2 separate regions of the Bos taurus genome follow, and region 1 is linked to region 2. The links are chromatin contacts, called in public Hi-C maps. All regions are on one chromosome and are shown on one strand. The core of a region is the stretch at or near the end of the contact, and the rest is flanking DNA. Distances in the headings are between cores, read along the strand shown. Region 1 holds the start of LURAP1L (leucine rich adaptor protein 1 like). Region 2 overlaps LURAP1L (leucine rich adaptor protein 1 like).

Evidence for each region. Hi-C and Micro-C count contacts between places; a contact is called where the count stands out from the background.
Region 1: a Hi-C map of liver shows a contact between it and region 2, with 2.5 times the contacts expected there. The contact joins two enhancer-like sites. A contact is called at or near these places in 2 of 11 Hi-C or Micro-C datasets (liver and skeletal muscle).

What each region holds. Positions count from the first base shown.
Region 1 is chr8:31,557,752-31,564,029 of ARS-UCD2.0, reverse strand. It overlaps LURAP1L (leucine rich adaptor protein 1 like), which reads left to right and starts at 6,078. Exons shown (of 2, transcript NM_001101256.1): 1 at 6,078-6,278. Within about 2 kb of position 1,364, at least 5 of the 102 cell types and tissues checked have an H3K27ac peak or open chromatin away from gene starts, as enhancers often do. A contact at or near this core is called in liver, where this site is marked.
Region 2 is chr8:31,504,067-31,510,187 of ARS-UCD2.0, reverse strand. All of the region lies in intron 1 of LURAP1L (leucine rich adaptor protein 1 like), which reads left to right. Among named protein-coding and RNA genes, the nearest start is that of LURAP1L, 51 kb to the left of the region's middle. Within about 2 kb of position 3,242, at least 23 of the 102 cell types and tissues checked have an H3K27ac peak or open chromatin away from gene starts, as enhancers often do. A contact at or near this core is called in liver, where this site is marked.

The sequences.
Region 1 (6,278 bases), core at 115-2,614, 56 kb before region 2:
GACTCATTGGAAAAGACTCTGGTGCTGGGAAGGATCGGGGGCAGGAGTAGAAGGGGACGACAGAGGATGAGATGGCTGGATGGCATCACTGACTCGATGGACATGAGTCTGAGTGAACTCCGGGAGTTGGTGATGGACAGGGAGGCCTGGCGTGCTGCGATTCATGGGGTCGCAAAGAGTCGGACACGACTGAGCGACTGATCTGATCTGATCTGAGAAGCCTAAAATACAGATAGGAATTGAGATATTCACAGGACATTGCCAGAAATGGGCATTGACCCTGAAGCCGTGCATCCAGTTTCAAATTCTATGGCATAAGCCACATCTACAGGTCGAAATCTTTGTGTAAAAGCATAGCTCTCTGTAAACTTTCTGGACATTCTCCTCTCTGTGAGCATTCACCATTGCTTTTTTCTACCGTGATTGAGGTTCTAGTTCGATAAGCTTAGCTTCCGTGTTCTATAAAACCAATATTTCAAATAAAATTTATCAAATCATTTTCAAATCAAATTTATAAGTTTGCCTCTAAGCTAGGACATAGGAAGATGATATTTATTTAGTCCTTTTATGTTTTGCTGGTGCTAAGTTGCTTAGTTGTGTCTAACCCTTTGCAACTCAAAGAAATGTAGCCTACCAGACTCTTCTGTCCTTGGGATTCTTCAGGCAAGAGTCCTGGATGGGTTGCCAATTCATTCTCCAGGAGATCTTCCTGACCCAGGGATCTAACCCACGTATCTTAAGTCTCATGCATTGGCAAGTGGGTTCTTTACCACTAGTGCCCTCTTTATGTTTTAGTGTTATAAGGCAATGGCAACCCACTCCAGTGTTCTTGCCTGGAGAATCCAAGGGACGGGGGAGCCTGGTGGGCTGCCATCTGTGGGGTTGCACAGAGTCGGACACGACTGAAGTGACTTAGCAGCAGCAGCATACACTATTAGAGCCCACCTCAAATTCAATTTCAGAAATTGTCAAGGTATTGGATGAAAGATATCAAAAGTGGATTGTATGAATTATGTCAAAGACTATGCCATTTCAAGATCAGGATGTTTCAGTGATCAAAGTTTCCTAGTCTATAAAAGCTAATAGCTGTTATTATCTAACTCATAAGTGATTATTAATAGAAGGGAAAGAGTCCTTTAACTATTTCCTTTCTGTGGCTTTCCACCTTTAAGGTGACCTCTATACATCACTACCAAATATAAAAAACTACCAAATAAAAATAAACTTCCAGTTCTTTGATATGATTCACAGCCTCATGCCTGAAGCAAATCTGTAAGACCAGACATTATTTCACAGTGTTATGGGTTGAACTGTGTTGCTGGAAAAGCTATGTTGAAATACTAGCCCTATCACACCCCCGCTGCTATTGTTTAGTCACGTAGTCATGTTCAACTCTTTGTAATCCCATGGACTGCAGCACACCAGGCTCCCCTGTCCTTCAGTATCTCTGGGAGTTGGAAGAATCATCCCTCAGAATGTGACTTTATTTGGGGATACAGTTGTTACCGTTTTAATTTGCTAAGTGAAGATATACTTGAGTAGGATGGGTCCTTGACCCCAAATGACTGACCTCCTACAAGCAGACAGAAATTGAGATACAGACACAGAAGGAAGATAGCCACGTGATGACTGAGGCAGAGATTGGAGTTATGCTATCCAAGGAATGTGCAGGGCTACCAGAAGCTGGAAGAGGTGAGGAAGGATCTTTCCCAAACTCTCCAGAGGCATTATGGCTCTGTCAGCCTTGATTTTGGACTTCTTATTCTCAGAACTATAAGACAATTTTGTTTCAAGCCACTCCATCTGTGTTGTTAAGCAGCTCCAGGAAACCAACAGAGTTTTATGAGTCCTCTAAACTTTTGGCTCCAACTTCAGGACTCACTTCCCCATTACCACTTTTCCAAGCCCTTAGATTTAAAGCTTCACTGCTTTCTCTTGTTTTAGTTTTTATCTCTTAACTATAATTAATGATCATCCCCCAAGATTTTATGAGACACAGGTATACTGGAGCCAGCACATACCAGTTTATAGCAACCAATTGGAATTTTGTAAGCCAATTGCTAAACACAGCCATAATTTTTAAAATTACATTGTATAAGCTTAAAATTAGGTGAATTATACTAAGACAAAGGTAATGAATATCAAAACTCATCACTTCCTAATTATTTGACTACACTTTACTACAATCCGTGCTCTTGACGCTATTTATGTCAATTTATCTGTTCGGTGGAAACAGTAGGGAAAAAAACGTACTACGGCCCATTTTTTTCCAACTCACACTGGAAGCTTGAAATCAGCTGTGGTGGAAATATTTACGCCATGAAAACTGTCAAAAGCTACAAGTCAGCTATTTCTATATTTGCAAACAGCTAATTGTAAACATTTAGCGGCACTCCACTGAAACAACCTTTAAGTCCATTCAAACTGGGATGGCTATAGAAGAAACGAGCGGTAGAAATTCAGAGTTTAGGACATCAAGTAAAAGGAAATAAAAGACTCTATTACAAACAATGAAGGCAGAGAGATTTGACAGGGATTATGAAGAGGGGATAAGACAGACTTAAATGCTGGTGACCTACTTTTAGTATTGTCTAGTGAACCTCTCAGGATAGTGTTTAGCTCTGGTTATAAATATTAATTAGATTCCAATCAGAGTACTATTTAAAGGATCTGTGCTTCTTGGGAAGAGATATTTCAGAAATATATTAGATGGATATATAGAGCATACACATGTATAAGTTGTTCAAGTTGGTAACAAACCAGATGATTTTACTTAGTTAAACAGATCCAACTCAGCTACAAAATTATACACAAATTGAATGACAATAAACAGGCAGGGAAAAATCTTTGCAGCTTTAGCAGATATGTAATTCCACTCTAAGATCAACAGTCTTCAGTTTTGCTATGACAACTTCCTTGTTAAACACATAATCAGCTGAACAACAACAACAACAAAGAGGAACACCACCTCTACACATTTAAAACAGAGATTTAAAGAACCCCACACCCATTAAATATAACAGATATTTCCTAAAATCATTAAAGGTAACCTGAGGCTGTTGACTGCTTGATATTCCTCTGAACTGTGGGGAGTGGAATCTCAGGTTAGAGACTTTGTCCTAATCCTTGAACTCTGTGCCAGCAGAGCTGGGAAAGCTGAAAACTTCCAATCAGTGACAGAGAGAAGGTAGAAGGACTTTTTAAATTTTTTTTCCCTTTCACCACAAGGCCAGCAGCAGATTAAAGAGTGACATTACTCACAACATACACAGTCTTAGAGACTGTACTTTTGCTCTAAACACTGTCTCATACCAGGAAGTGTTCTAAGGGTGGAATGTGTGAAGCTTAGATCACATCACTCTGTTTTTGTGACTGAGGCATTCTTTTAAAATTTGTCATCTGAGTTCAACAATGTTCCCACTTCATTAGATACTGGATTTTTTAAAATGATAATAAATAAGAGGCTCTCTTTCTTTCTCTGTGAACAGAATCCAACTGGGGAAGAAACCCAGTCTCTTAAAGTTCCCCATAGTTTAATGACCATTCTTAGACTCCTAGCTAGTCGCTCAGTCGTGTCTGACTCTTTGCAACTCCATGGACGGTAGCCTACCAGACTCCTCTGTCCATGAAATTCTTCAGGCCAGAATACCAAGTGTTTTGCCATTCCCTTCTCCAGGGGATCTTCCCTACCCAGGGATCAAACTCAGGTCTCCTGCATTGCAGGTGGATTCTTTACCATCTGAACCACCAGGGAAGTCCTAGATTCCTTAGGCATTTAAACGGACAAAAGGCAAATACAGTTCATATATAATGCAGTCAGATAAAGGATGTATATAATAAAGTAGTCTGGGTCCAGAAAATTATATTACAAATAATACAGTAACCCTAACTTTAACTTTTAGGATTTTACTTTTCAATATATTAGGCCTTGGGGAAACATCCTGAATTTAGGTTGTTGCTGGAAGATGCAATCAATTATGGAAATAAGAGGTGGTTGGAGATGGAGGAGAAAAGCAGGAGTAGGAAGTCAGCACTGCTAAGACTGAGGGCTTAGTGAAATACAGAAAAAAAAGAAAATTGCTCTGAAGAGTTTTTCCTTCCCATTTTTTTTCCGCTTTACTCACCATGTGCCCTCTTCTTGTTGATGACCCTACTTCCTCCTCAGCCGGCATCCTAGACCCAGTACTGCAGTTCTTGTCAACTAATCCCCCAAATCAGTGTGTGATATAGGGCTAACAACAATTAGTTAAAGCTCTCACACATGTTTTTTCATCATAGAAAAATCTTGAAAACAAAATAGTCTCAAGACCCAAAAGTAAAAAAGACCCTTATTTTTGAACATTTTGGGTAAGGAATGTCCTCAGATCAAACCAAATAAAACAGTAGTGACAGGGTTCATACAATCTACTGGTAGCCTACTAAGACTACTGTGATTCTAACATGTTTTGAAAATGATCATTTTGGCATTCAAAATATCTCTGTTTTAAACTAAAATGTCATTAGGCATTAAGTTGAGAAATTTTAAAGGTGTAACATAATTAAACTTTTCCTAAAAAGTTTTTGTTTGTTTTATATTGCACTGGCACAAAGTATTAATTTACATATAGATCATATTTTTTCTTTTGGAGATGCTTTCTCTGCAGAAATCTAAAACAGAAAAAAACCATTTTCTATTTTTTAATTACCTTCAGTACCAAACACACATTTTACTGTCTGTGACTCACAGCAAAGAGGTGTTCCTCTTTTATACAGTTACATCGATGATAATTTTAAAATAAACTATTTTTATGGACCAAGTTCAAGTTAGATACTGTGTTTATATGCTCCTTTTCACAACCAGCCCTATGCTGAACTTTGTAAGGGCTTTATGACAAAAAAAAAAATTTTTTTTAAGTAAAAAACCTCTTCATTATAATTCCTACCCAATGAACTTGTGGTTTTCCAAATTTAGGACAAAGCATGAAGTTTTATCAGTGAGTTGAGATTTAGTTTTCTTCCCCTTTGATTGGGTCACTTAATTTACAGCTTTTTTTTTTTTTTCTTTTTAAGAGAAGAAATAACCTATAATTTCTGACATGCTGACAAGAGAACTTTAGCAACTTTCTCCCCGATATGAAATACTTTACTCAGAAGGCCTATTTTCTATCCTTAGGCTTCTTGGATATGGCTCTGCTTAAAAACATACTCTGAGATGTACCTGCCCATGTTCTCATAAGTGTAAAACCTGAGCGATGTCTCTGGGAAAGACCAAGAACACAAGTACTTATTTATCCCAGAAAGAGAGGGGTCCCTATTTTGAAAAGTCCTAATGGAATCCCAAATATTAGTTTAGCAGACTGAAAAACAGTACCCTCTGCTTGAAGATTCTTAATACAAATTCAATGTTAAATCAAGACTATAATCCACAGAGTTCATAATAACTTATTTGGTAGAAGTGTCTCAGATCCATAGATGGCATGCTTTGGGTTTCTTTTAAATAGCTGGGGAAAAAAAAAAAAAAAGATAAATTACCAAAGACAACTTTTTACTAGTTAGATTCAATATTCTTCCTCCATAATTAAGGTAAAAGTATATCAGCAACTTTCCCCTTTTAAAATCTACCACTCAGTAATCATATAGGTTATTCTGGCTATTTAATTTTTCACATCTGCTTGTGCTGCCATAGCGTAACGTTTGATAAGACAATTAACTTTGGTTGCACACTCTCAATGAACTTTTGGTGGAATTATTACACCTTACATTAGTACAAAATTATTAGGAAAGGCTTCTCTGAAGCAAAATTTTTGCCATATAGGAAGATGAGGGAGGGGGAATACTACAGTTAAAGACATTTTTCTGCCTCTAGTATTTGTTACCAGTTCTAGAAGTTGTAGTTACCCGGCAATTTTGAAAAACTGAACCTTTAAGTCTAATCAAAGTGCTTTCAACTAAAACAGGACGTTGAAACTACAGGGAGCAGCAGGGGTGGGAAATTTTCTATTGCTCTTCTTGCCTATGCTTTACGGTACAAGGGTTGGCCCTGGTTTGGTCCACCTGCCAGCAGAGTTTAGTTTCTGAGGCTTGGGGGAACACAATGACTTGGATCTAACAGCCTAAATGGGAAGAAGGGGATTTCTGCAGCATTGAGAAAGCCGTTAAACTCCTGTTAAGCAAACTTTTTTTTTTTTTTTTTAATGTGTCTGTGCACACGTCAGACCTCCTCTCTCATGGATCAGAAATTATTTCTGATAATCCAGGATATACCAAAAGCTTGAAGACATATGGCTGGGAAATGAAAC
Region 2 (6,121 bases), core at 1,993-4,492:
CACATAAAAACAATTCTAATGGAGGAAGACAAAGCTGACTGATAGAAAAATGGAATCCTCTGTTGCCCAATTCAAAACAAATTCTGTTGTAAATTTTGAACTGGCTACGAAAGCAGAGGAAAACTTTGGCAGACTAGCTCTGACTTGCAAATGCTACATGCTCTTCTCCTAACGCATTCTAAACCCAAAGCATTGGATGCAAGTATTGTACTGTGTCTTCTCAGACTGCAGTAAGATGGTGCCATCCTTAAGGGTCCTCTGGACAAAACAGGAGTGCTTTAGAAATACAGCTATTAATAAAACTGCTAGAAATTTTAAGGATGAGTAGACAAGAAATCTGTATTCTTCAGAGGATGTGGCAAATTTGAGGAGGGAGTACATTTAGACAAGAGGAGGTTATACAAAGGGAACATGCAGATAAACTGGCATAAACTATTAGAGAAATAATATTCTAAGTATCTTTACAACAGCCCTTTAATTTAGTACATTAGATGCTTTTGATTTTTTTTTTTTAGATATTTAGAAATAAATACAGCTAGAAAAAAGGCCTTCCGCCAATTACAAATTTGAAAAAAAAAATGCTGATTTTTTTTTTCACCTTAGACACTAGGATTAGGACATCACATTAAAAGGTAAATCTAATTTATTCTCCTTCCTTCATATTCATGATCACTAACTTGCTTGCAAAATAGTCTTCCTATAACAGCTTGCTGGACATTTGGGATTTGGGTCGTGGATACTGTGGATTTTACAGTAGGTTGCATAACTGGGAGATGGCCTGCTTTTATCTGATTAGTCAATTCCCATAAATAAAAAGATAAGAATGGTACAGGGGAGCTTTGTGCGAGATATGAACACTGGTGCTATGCAAGCCTGCAGGATGACAAGAAGGAATGAGCAATGTCCCTATTTGGCAGATATATTCAGCAGCTCATGTGCACATTTCAGTTAATATATAGACCCATTAAATATGGTATGTATGTTTATCTTGGCACAGAACACAAATATTACTTTTAGTGAAACCCAAATGGCAAGAGCTAAAATTACTATCGCCACAGAATTTCTGATAAGGTGATTAAAATTCACATAGAGCTCAAACTCTAGCCATGAGCTTTTACTAGCAAAGTAATTTGCCAGAGATGGAGCAGTAAATTAATTGCTCTGTCTCCTGTATAGCTTGAATGATTCTCTCATAGCAGAAACAATTTAGTAATCAAATGGCCACAGGAATGACAATCAGAGACTATGTTAGAATAAAGGGAAATCCTGAGATGATCTGATCTACAGAATCTTCTTATAACAATTTCAATGAAACCTCAATACAGAGAGCAGAGAAAAGTGATGTGTGGATTTCTCTACTGAATTACATTTTCAATATTGGGCAGAAATTAGACTTTGTTCATAGACTACTTTACTATGTCTATTGAGTCCAGGGGTTCACCAGAGCTCAAAATTAATCCCCAGGATTCTTCTTCTTGTATAAGAAGATTGTATATGCCAAGTCACCTTGCCCAAAGGTAGACTGTGACAATGACAGGCCAGAGCTCTGTCCTGGGTTCCTTACACACCACCACCAAAGAAGTCAATTTATTTGGCAACTTCGTGATGAAGTGAAAGCATGACCATACTCTTTCTTGGATTCCAGTGAGACAATTCATAACCTTTGTATTTTTGTAGTAGTAAAATGATAGATTGGACAAAAACATAGATCTGGAAAAGTTTATTATTAAGAATATTTGCTTTTCAAGACCCCCCATTAAGTTCTTCTATAGACCAGTTCATTGATCATAATTGACATGAAATTTCAGTCTTCATTCTGTCTAGAGTTGAGAGACCTATTTTGCTACAATTTTGAGGCACGAGAGGCTTATTAAGTACGAAGATGGGCTGTACTGCAATACTAAGGGCCAGAGGTGACAAGTGAAGAGGAAAAGAGGAAAGGACATTGACATCTCTTTGGATCAATTAATGCAAACCTTACAAAAAAATCTTTTTTTGGTAGCATCCTATTTGTTTGTTCCCTTTGTTTAATTTCTTTCACCAAGTGTTTACAGAACAGTGTTGTTGTATTAGTACGAGTTATCACCTCCGAACACACAGAATAATGCTTGGAGTGTGATTTACGTCGTGAAGTCCACTTCCTTTCAGAGATACTCTCTTGTAACCTGTACATTTAAGCTGGGAATAACCTTGCCCTAGTTACTCAGTGTTTGAACTCTGTGACTTGGTGGGAGTGGGATTCCGTGCTTGGAATGCTTTAATACTGAAGAGCTCTTTCTTGCTACCTTATTCTTTCCCCTGAAGCACTGTATCACTAGCAAGTGTTAGTCAGTCATTTGTGTCCGACTCTTGCCGGTTCTTCAGGCAAGAACCCTGGAGTCGGTTGCCATTCCCTTCTCCAGGGGATCTTCCCAACCCAGGGATTGAACCTGGGTCTCGCATATTGCAGGCAGATTCTTAACCATCTAAGCCACTAGAGAAGCCCTATGGTATTACTGACTTATAGCAAAACTCAAGGGAGGGGCATTCTTGACAGATGGTTCATCTTATGGCAATCATTCAGGCCTTGGACAAATAAGACTTGTACATCCACTATGCGTTAAGCACTCTTAGAGGTCTTGGGTACAGTAGTGAACAGGACAGACCAAGTCCCCTGCCCTCTGTGATGGCTTACATGCTCATATGGGAGACAGAAAATAAAAAGTAAACAAGTAATAAGTAGGATGATTTCCATTAGTCATAAGTATTATGAAGGGAACATAAAAATGTAGAAATGCTGTGTACAACTAAGCACAGGAATTAGATACTATGATTGATCAGCAAGGGGCTCTCCAAGGAGGGGTCACTTAAACTCAGACCATGAGGAAGTCCTCCCAACCACCACTGTCCTCAGAGAAACATCCTGGGATCTTGTAAGACCTCAAGTGGGAAAACCACACAGGTTCCCGCCCACTGGGCAAGACTGCTGTCTTCTGAATGGATGGGCAGACTTCCTAAGGACTGATGTGCATAACAGTGAGGAAAGGCAGGGCAGCTGCTGGAGACAGAAGCCACATGGTGATTTAGTCCTGGTGGTGGATCGTTCCTACTTTGAAGGTTCACCAGGAGTAACATAATTGTACCTTAATTCCAGGAGAAAGCACTATTAGGTGGAGTGCCAGGTAACAGGCAGAGAGCCGTGTGAACCGAATGGCCCAGGGCTCGCTCCCACGGTGGGAAGCTGTTTACTCTCTCCCTGGAGGACACAGGGTTAGATGCAGTTAAGTGTGTAATCATTATCAGCCTGACCAACACGTTCTTAGTGACTTGCTTTCGTCATATTTTCCCCTACAGTGGTTCAATGGCCTGTGAATGTTTGCTTTCAGAAGAAAAGAATTTTTTTATTTAAATAAATCATTTCATGGTCAAAGGAAGCTTTTGTTACTTCAGAGTCTACTCCCCTCTCATTCATATTGCTCAACAAAACTGAACACTTCTTATGTGATGCAGCCACTGTGTAGCTCAGACAAAAACTGCTGGGAAAAGAGTATAAGTATGTTTTAACCCTCCAGTGACACAGTTGCTGGGAATGTGCATTATTGTCTTAAGAGCTGAACTTTCTCAGATCCTAAAATTACGACTGTTTCCCCTCCGCAAAATCAATCCATCCTTAAAACAGACCATAAGAGATGGACAAAACATAAGACACAGCTTTTTTAAGGAACTGAAAGCTTAGCTGAAGAAACAGCTAAAAGACAATAATAGGTAGCAACATAAGTGTACAAAATTAAGGTAGACTGTCAGATACAAACTACACAGTAGAGGGTAAACAGGCCAGCAGAAGAGATACTTCATGGAAGAATTAGGACTTCAAGAATGGGGAGGATTTGAAGGGGAAAACAGTATTTCAAGTGAAGGGAGTAACAGGGAATATGTCCAGATCTGGGCATGCGCAGGAACATTCTGACAGGACAGGGTGGGGATGTGAACAAATGCAGCTGTGGTTCATCTGGGGAGCTGTTGGGAAATGGCCACACTTCCATTGCACTGTTCCTACAATGGGCACAGCATGTTTTATCGGCTACAGATGCTTAACTGAACAATTTTGCAAGACTTTGACTTCTATTGATTTTCCTGGCTCCTCTGTGGATGTTCTAGGCAAATTGTTGGTCATTTGTAAATATTTGTTGTATTACTTGTAATTTGAACAGTATTTTGATGACTCATAGGGTGTGGGGGTAAATTCAAATATAAAAAATTGCCACAAAACCTCCTTCCCCCACACAACCTTAAAGCAAGGTCACTGAGACAACACCACAAATAGAAAACCATCTCAAGACTTACTAAGTTCTGTTCTTGAATGTCTCAGAGAAAATTGATTTTCCTTGCTGACTGCCTAAGAATTTTTGGTACATTTCTCAGAGAAGATAAGGTAGTCTCCTAAGTCACTTTATTTAATATCCTAGGTAGATTAACGGTTTTTAAATTATACTTCATACTTTATACATACATACGTAAGCATTTTTGTACATATACACATGGAATTTACCTGCAATCTTAAATCTCTGAAGTCATCCTAAAAATTTCATCTCTCTTAATAGCTGTCTGTCACATTCACTCAATCCAAAGTTCTCCTTCAGAGATGGATTGTTTCCTAGAAATACATTTACAATATAAATGCATATATAAGCTTCTTTCTCTCTTCTGACTTGAGTCACTCACAACAGAGTGCCTTGGATAATTCTAGAAACCCATAAATCTGAATTATCCTGGGTGTTCAAGAGAGAATAAGCAAGGCCCAGTCTCCTGGGTTAAAAGACCTCAGGCGAAAAAAAATTGGAATTTCATTTAAACCCTGATGAATGTGACTAGGACCTCTGGTGGCTAAATCTGTCCTTGCCTCACAGTCCAGTCCGCTGGAATCTCTGTAGGAGCCTTATCTCTTCAATTCCAACCAGAACAAGGGCTATCTTGCAGCGCTCTCCCCCTACTTCCTTCAGAAACAATCTTCATGTTAACAGATATTCCTGTTGAACTGTGGGGCCTACAGAGAAATTCTGCTTTGTAACTAAGACAGATTTCTCTGAAGTAATTTAAAACCATCAGAAAGACTACATACCTAGAAGTCATTTAAGGGAACTGTCCCAGAGTCTCATATCCCAGTTTTGATTGGAGCTGCTCTTGACACATCTGAAGGAAATAATGAAATATACAGAAAATACTTGTACACTTCATTGTGTAAAGTAGATCAGCCTCATTTATCAGCCTCTTGGATTCAGGGAATATTGAAACAATTTGGTTCCTGTTAAACATGAAAGCATTTTTCAGCACTACATATTTGTCAGTATAGTCATAAAAGGTACAGACATTTTCTGTACTCTTAATTTTTTATTTGCAGATTTCAGTTTCTTCATCTATAAAAGAAGGATAGAAATAATAATACTTAAGGCACAGGGTTATTATTGAGTTGACCAAATGTTCGCTTGGTCATTTCTATAACATCGAAAAACCTGAATGAACTTTTTGGCCAACCCAATATAATGCGTGTTGAGCTTTTATTAATGGTGTTTGTCACCTAATCTCTCAAAAATAGGAGCTGCTACAATGATGATGATGATTCCTTAATTTCTACAGATTCCTATCCCCCCTTCTCTCAATATCCACACACATACTCTCAATTAACAAGGATAAACTATTAAATCTGAGCTTCCCTGGTGGCTCAGTGGTAAAGAATTCTGCCAATGCAGGAGACACAGGTTCAATCCCTGGGTCAGGAAGATCCCCTGGAGAAGGAAATGGCAAGCCACTCCAGTATTCTTGCCTGGGAAATCACATGGATAGAGGACTACAGTCCATGGGGTCACAAAAGAGTCAGACACAACCAAGCAACTAAAACAACAACAACAAACAATCTGGCCATAGAGAGCACAAGTCTCTTGACAGAATCTGTCATTCAATAGGCTATTTCCAGGCAGCTTGGTGAAGGTCAGAGATGCAGTGAGAGTTCATAGTCCCTTTCAGAGCCTGTTAAGGCTGGAAGGAAGTGAGTTCTTTAAATATGACTCCTAGCCTTTGTCAGCAGTTTTCAAAAAGATCCTGCGCTCAAGTAAATTTGTATTTTATTCTCTGAATGTAAAATGAT